Linked DNA regions of Sus scrofa: region 2 is linked to region 1. A link is a contact called in public Hi-C data. All regions are on one chromosome and are shown on one strand. The core of a region is the stretch at or near the end of the contact, and the rest is flanking DNA. Distances in the headings are between cores, read along the strand shown. Region 1 holds the start of RFX5 (DNA-binding protein RFX5). Region 2 holds the start of PSMD4 (proteasome 26S subunit, non-ATPase 4).

Region 1 (3,331 bases), core at 303-2,802:
TAGGATGAGAGGGGGAGTGGAGGGGGTCAGCTCTGATTTTATTTCTATGCGGCTTTTACACAAGAGGTCACACAGACGCTCAAGGGGAAAGTGATGGCAACTTGCAAAGCCAGTTACTTCTGACAGGGCAGACAACATACCTCTCTCACAGAGAACTTTCCTACCGATAGCCTCACTATCATTCTCCACCAACTGCATCTCTCTATTGCCCTCTTCCCCCAAATACTCACCAGGATTCCCTCTACTTTGTTCTGCACGGCCTTGCTGTGGAGAAGAAGAGAAAGCTGGAGGTCATACACAAAAATTTTCCCCATCCCTGGGTCTTTCTGCCAGGGAGAGGAAGAGGGCTGAAAAAACCAGCAGGTGCTCAAGAACTGCTATGATGATGAAGACGCTCCCCTGATGGGATACACTTGCTTGGGGAATGGCAGATTGTCGAGAGAGACAGTAAGTGCTTACAGGGGTGGATACCCAGGTCTGGAATGAGGTTTGGAGATGGTGATGAGTACTTACGAAATGGTACCTCGGAGCCTCTGAAGAAGGGTGGTGGGTTCCCCTGCCTCGGCACTACCTGAGGGGGCCCTTCCCCCTGTCTTTGGGCTTTTAGCATCAGGTTCATCTTCTGCCATCCTGGCATGAGGGCTAGAGGTGAGAGAAGACAGGACATGAAGATTTAACTTCCTTTCCCCTCATGGAGGCCCCAGGACCACTCCTCTCCTCTCTACCCAGAAAGAGAGACAAGCAGAAAAAAAAAAAGCCTCAGAATTGCTCCAGTGGTCTTTTTTTCTTCCCCACCACTTATCTTTTCCAAACGTTATAAATTCTTCCAGTACTTCTCCAGGCCCATCTATACCCCAAGAGATCTTTGCCATCTCCATTCTATCTGCCCCACCTTTCTGCAGTCTGCTAAAAGTGGAAAACCGTAAAGGAAGAGATGGGGGTTTGGGAATCACGTTAGAAATTTTCCTTTCTGCTTCTGACCCCGCTACTGCCATCCTTCCTTCCCCTCAAAAACAACCACCACAAGACAAAGTTCTTTAATTCTCTAATATAGTCCGCATCACTGAATCGGCCTGGGAGGTTAGAAAGGATACGAACATATTCTGCCTTCCAGGCTTGGAAAAAACTGGGCCCAAGTTCTCATTATTTAATCTCGCCACGGCTTCCCCCGCAGCTCCCCCTCCCCACGTCGCAGGCCCCTACGTCACCTCCCTCAACATCCCATCCTGATGCGCGCCCCCACTTCCCTCCCTTCCCCCTCTATTCAATCCCTCGTTGCAGCAAAGTGGGGGGGAGGGGGAGTTCAGGGCTGCGGAACTCCTGGGCTGGGCGTATGAACCCGGTAGGGAGAATGGGGTCCCAGACTCGGGGCACGTGCACATGGGTGAAGAAGCCGTTGAAAATACAGCCAAAATATTTTTCTGCGCTCCTCCCAACTCATATTGCCCCCTCCCTACCTTTCAACAGTCGCCTTCCAACACAAGCAACATTAAAGGTAAGGGAGAAAGAGAAACTACCTCGTAGCCACCTTCACTTCAGCCCAGCCCCACGGTCCTGGCCCAGCGGGCTCGTGCGTTGCTTTATTTTCTTTTTTCTGAATGGCTGGAACAGCCCCGATCTGCCTAGATACTCGTACTGCCCGCTCTATCATTGGTCGTTGCTGCCACCCGGAGACAGTAGGCGCCGGTCTCGTACCGGCGGCAGCTAAAGTCTGCCTGGTAACAGAATCCGATTGGTCAATAGGGGAGGGAAAATCCAAAGTTGGTCTTATTTGAGTCAAGAGGGGGAAGTCCGGGTTAGGTTTCGGTTAAAACTGGGGTCGGTTGGGACTGCCGGTCCCAAGAGGTTCTTCTCTTAAAGGGACCGCAGGACGAAAGACTGGGCGCTCGGCTTCTTTTGGAGCTTTCTTTTCTCGTGCCGTCTTTCAGTTTTGCTTTCGGTGATCGCAGCTACTGGAAGAAAAGACTCAATGGATGATAAAATCACTAGAAAATTATAGGAAGTAGTGATGGAAGTTCGATATGAGCTCACATTACCCACTTCTGATGAAAAACAAGTTGAACCATTGCCCCCACCACCCAACACAACCAAATAGACACAACAAACCTGCAAACACAGGCTCACATTACTCATTGATGGAGGCCTCCAAACCTCAGCAGCTGTACCACATTAAACTAAAGTGCCTTTAGTGTTCATAAGTTTCCCGTGTGTACTTTATTTTCTTCCAAAGAGTTGTTAATGCCTTTGCATCCCCACAGTTCTGCACTCAGTGAACACTGGAATTTTGACTGACTCCCCCAGAGGGTGCTGGATGCCCACAGGAACTGACCTTTTTCTCTTCAGAGAACATTGTTACTGAAAGGTCATGAGTTCTTAACCCTCTTAGTTAAGGCTTTTTAAGGCCAAGAGTCAAATAAATTCAAGGGACTCTCTGGCATGAAAAATGCAGGTACAGACCGAGTGGTGCATCTAAGGTCAGAAGTCACGGGGACTCCAGGTTAGCCACGCTGTGAATGGACAGTATTTTTTTTTTTTTTTTTTTTTTTTTTTTGCACAGCAGCTATGTTACACACAAAGCCATATTTGTGATCCTGACTTATACATTCTCCAGTCTCATCATCACTGTGCTTTTGTAAAGAGGCTGGCAATGTTGCCTGATCTCATTACCATGGCCCATTGGAGCCTCCATTTCCCTACTACCAGCTTCCTGGAGGGAACCCAGGGGATTGATTGCAGAGTTGGGGGAATGATTGCAGAGTTGCGGGAATGAGGATATACTGGAAAGAAGGTTTTCTAGTAACAGCTAAAATGTATTTGGTGGATACTGTGTGCCAGACACCATACCAAATATTAAAGACCTCATTTGGGGAGCTCCCATTGTGGCACAGCAGAAAGGAATCAGAATAGTATCTATGAGGATGTGGGTTTGATCCCTGGCCTCACTCAGTGGGTTAAGGATCTGGCATGGCAGTAAGCTGTGGGGTAGGCTAGTAGCTGTAGCTCCAATTCACCCCCTAGCCATGGGAACTTCCATATGTCTCAGGGGCAGTCCTAAAAAGCAAAAAAATAAAAATTAAAAATATAAAGACCTCATTTTGGAGTTCCCGTCGTGGCTCAGTGGTTAACAAATCTGACTAGGAACCATGAGGTTGCAGGTTCAATCCCTAGCCTTGCTCAGTGGGTTAAGGATCCGGTGTTGCCGTGAGCTGTGGTGTAGGTTGCAGACGCGGCTGGATCCCGCATTGCTATGGCTCTGGCGTAGGCCGGCAGCTACAGCTCCGATTGGACCCCTAGCCTGGGAACCTCCATATGCTGCAGGAGAGGCCCAAGA
Region 2 (3,231 bases), core at 479-2,978, 100 kb before region 1:
AGTCGGATTCGTTAACCACTGAGCCACGACAAGAATTCCAAGCATTTTTATTTTTATTTATTACTATAATAATGGTTATTATTTTTGGCCCCGTTGGAGGCATGTGGAAGTTCCCGGGCCAGGGATCTAACCCTCACAACAGCAGCAACACAAGCCGCTGCACTGATAACGCTGCATTCTTTTTTTCTTTTTAGGGCCTCGCTCGCGGCATATGGAGGTTCCCAGGTTAGGGTTACAGCTGCCGGCATACGCCACAGTAACATCAGGTCTGAGTACACCACAGCTAATGTCAAGGCGGGATCCTTAACCCACTGAGGGAGGCCAGGAATCGAACCCACAACCTCATGGTTCCTAGTCAGATTCGTTTCCGCTGGTCCACAAAAGGAACTCCAATAACGGATTCATCCTTAACCCACTGGGACACAAAAGAACTCCTAGCATTTAAAAAAAAAAAAAAATTTTTTTTTTTAAGTGATGCCACTCAAGGCATACCGAACTTCCTGCACCAGGGATTTGAATTGCGCTGCAGTTGCAACCTAAGCTACAGGGGGTAATGCAGCATCTTTTAACCCACTGCAGCCAGGGGATGGGGATGGATTCCTCACCTCCATAGCCACCTGCAACTCTGCATGGGATTCGTAACCCATTGCGCCAGAGCGGGAACTCCTTAAATGGAATTTTTGATTAAAATCCAATATGGTTGACTAAGTTATCTCCCATTCTTTGGGAGATTAGTTAAAATTATTGATTTGTAAAAACTTTTCTGCATTCCTACCATGTGTTAGGCTATGTAGTGGGCTCAGGGATAGAAGTGATTAAGACAACTTTCCTGGAGTTCCCGCCGTGGCGCAGTGGTTAACGAATCCGACTAGGAACCATGAGGTTGCGGGTTCGGTCCCTGCCCTTGCTCAGTGGGTTAAGGATCCGGCGTTGCTGTGAGCTGTTGTGTAGGTCGCAGACGCGGCTCGGATCCCGCGTTGCTGTGGCTCTGGCGTAGGCCGGTGGCCACAGCTCCGATTCGACCCCTAGCCTGGGAACCTCCATATGCCGCGGGAGCGGCCCAAAGAAATAGCAAAAAAAGACAAAAAAAAAAAAAAAAATGTATGCAAAAGAAGAATGAAAAGTATAATGAGTTCCCCATGTACCCATCACCTGGCTTCAAAATTGTGCTATAACGGGTCACCTTGCTCTACATCGGAAAATTGACAGAACAATGTAAACCAGCTATAATGGAAAAAAAAAAAAAAAAAAGACAACTTTCCTGCTCTTAATGAAAAGGGAGCGTTAGATACACAAACAAATGCAATTCAGGGGTAAAAGGGTTTAGCAGTTAGACGAACAAAGTGCCATGGGGAACAGGGGGAGCTGAAAAGTCACTAGTCATCCCACCATTATTTTTAAAAGATGATGCTGGAACAGACATAACCATAGCACTTGTCTTTTTTCTTTTTTGCCACGCCGGCTGCATGTGGATTTCCAGGGCCAGGGATGTAACCAGCGCCACAGCAGCCACCCAAGCCGCTGCAGTGACGAGGAAGAATCCTTAACCCCTTCAGCCACAAGGAAACTGCAATCCCTTTTATTTTGGCGGCGCCTACAATTCCCAGAACGCATCGCGGAGGATGGAGGCGGAACCAGTTGGTCGATCAGAGACCTATGATTGGTGATGAACGCTGGGCCAATTGGAGGAGTTGTTGTTAGGTGGTCCAGGAGAACCGGTCGGGGAGGGAGAAAGCTGGCAAGATGGTGTTAGAAAGCACTATGGTTTGGTGAGGAACTACTTCGGGCCCCTGTGGGGCAGCGGGACTGGGTCGGGGGCGCGTGTAGCTCGGAGGCCGGGCAGGCCTGGGGTGGGGACGGGGCCTTATGGGCGAGTTGAGGCCCCGGGCCGGGAAGGAAGGCGGTGCATCGACTCCCTGAGTCATCCCCGGGCCCCGGAGTTAGTTCCCGGAGAACAGGCCCCGGGTGTCCCCCTTTAATCCTCAGCCCGCGTACAGCCATTGACCGGCCGATTCTTGCTGCCTTTCTCTATTCCAGCGTCTTTAGCTAGAGTTCGACTCTCAGACTCATCCTGATGGTCTTCTGCCCTCCTCTTCTAAATGATGGATGTTAGGAAGAGATGATAAATCCCTTCCCCGTCCCCATTTACTCGTGTCTAACTCTATTGCCTTTCTCTGTATCATCTTCAAAGGTACAGCTTACAGGTTGCTTTCTAAATGTCAGGCGTTTAACTTACTTTATTTCACTTAAACCTCACTATACTTAAAGTCCCTCCCTTTTACAGATGAGGATACGGAGTCTCGTCAATTTTAAAATGACTTACACAAAGTCACACAGCTAATTAAGTAGTGGAGCTAAAATTTAAACCCAGAATTATCTGACACAAGGGCTCTTATCCAGTGAGCTAGCTCTCTTCATCAGTCTCATACTTGGCTGAGTAGCTATTAGGAGTCGGATTAGAAGCTGAGAACACAAACTTTTGCAGGGTTTCAGGAGTTTCTTCTAAGTGTGAGCATAGAATAAACACAGACTAGTACGCAAACACAAACAAATAGCCAGTTGGATGGACAGACACCCAAGAGTATCTCTGCCAGGAGGTTAGCATTGCTAGATTGCATATAAGCTGCCCATTTAAATTTGAATTTCAAATAAGCAATATGTTTTGATGTTAAAAATGGATATAAGTATATCTCAAATATTATGTGGAACATACTTATACTAAAAAGTTATTGTTTATCTGAAATTCAAATTTATTTTTATTTTTTTATTTTATTGTCTTTTGTCTTCTTAGGGCCTCCCCTCGGCATATGGAGGTTCCCAGGCTAGGGGTCCAGTAGGAGCTGTAACCCTGGCCTCTGCCAGAGCTGCAGCACTGCAGTATCCAAGCTGCGTCTTCGACCTACGCCACAGCTCATGGCAGTGACAGATCCTTAACCCACTGTGGGTGGCCAGGATGCTACCCAAGTCCTCATGGATGCTAGTCGGGTTCATTAACTGCTGAGCCACAGAGGAAACTCCTGAAATTCAAATTTAACTGGGACTCTGCTGTCGATCATGGCTCAGTGGAAACAAATCTGACTAGCATCCATGAGGATGCAGATTTGATCCCTCTCCTTGCTCAGTGGGTTAAGGATCTAGTGTTGCTGTGGCTGTGGTGTAGACCGGCAGCTCCAGCTCCAGTTCAGCCCCTAGTCTGGGAACCTCCATATGCCATGGGGGCAGCCCTAAAAA

What was found. A called contact is a pair of places that touch in the nucleus more often than the background predicts.
Region 2: a Hi-C map of embryonic fibroblasts shows a contact between it and region 1, with 2.5 times the contacts expected there. A contact is called at or near these places in 4 of 47 Hi-C or Micro-C datasets (embryonic fibroblasts, heart right ventricle, liver and 1 more) and 1 of 2 datasets of targeted methods (alveolar macrophages).

What each region holds. Positions count from the first base shown.
Region 1 is chr4:97,900,691-97,904,021 of Sscrofa11.1, reverse strand. RFX5 (DNA-binding protein RFX5) reads right to left here and starts at 1,552. Exons shown (of 10, transcript XM_005663455.2): 1 at 1,458-1,552; 2 at 514-642; 3 at 231-264. The coding sequence starts at 629.
Region 2 is chr4:98,003,141-98,006,371 of Sscrofa11.1, reverse strand. PSMD4 (proteasome 26S subunit, non-ATPase 4) reads left to right here and starts at 1,728. Exons shown (of 10, transcript NM_001044535.1): 1 at 1,728-1,769. The coding sequence starts at 1,744.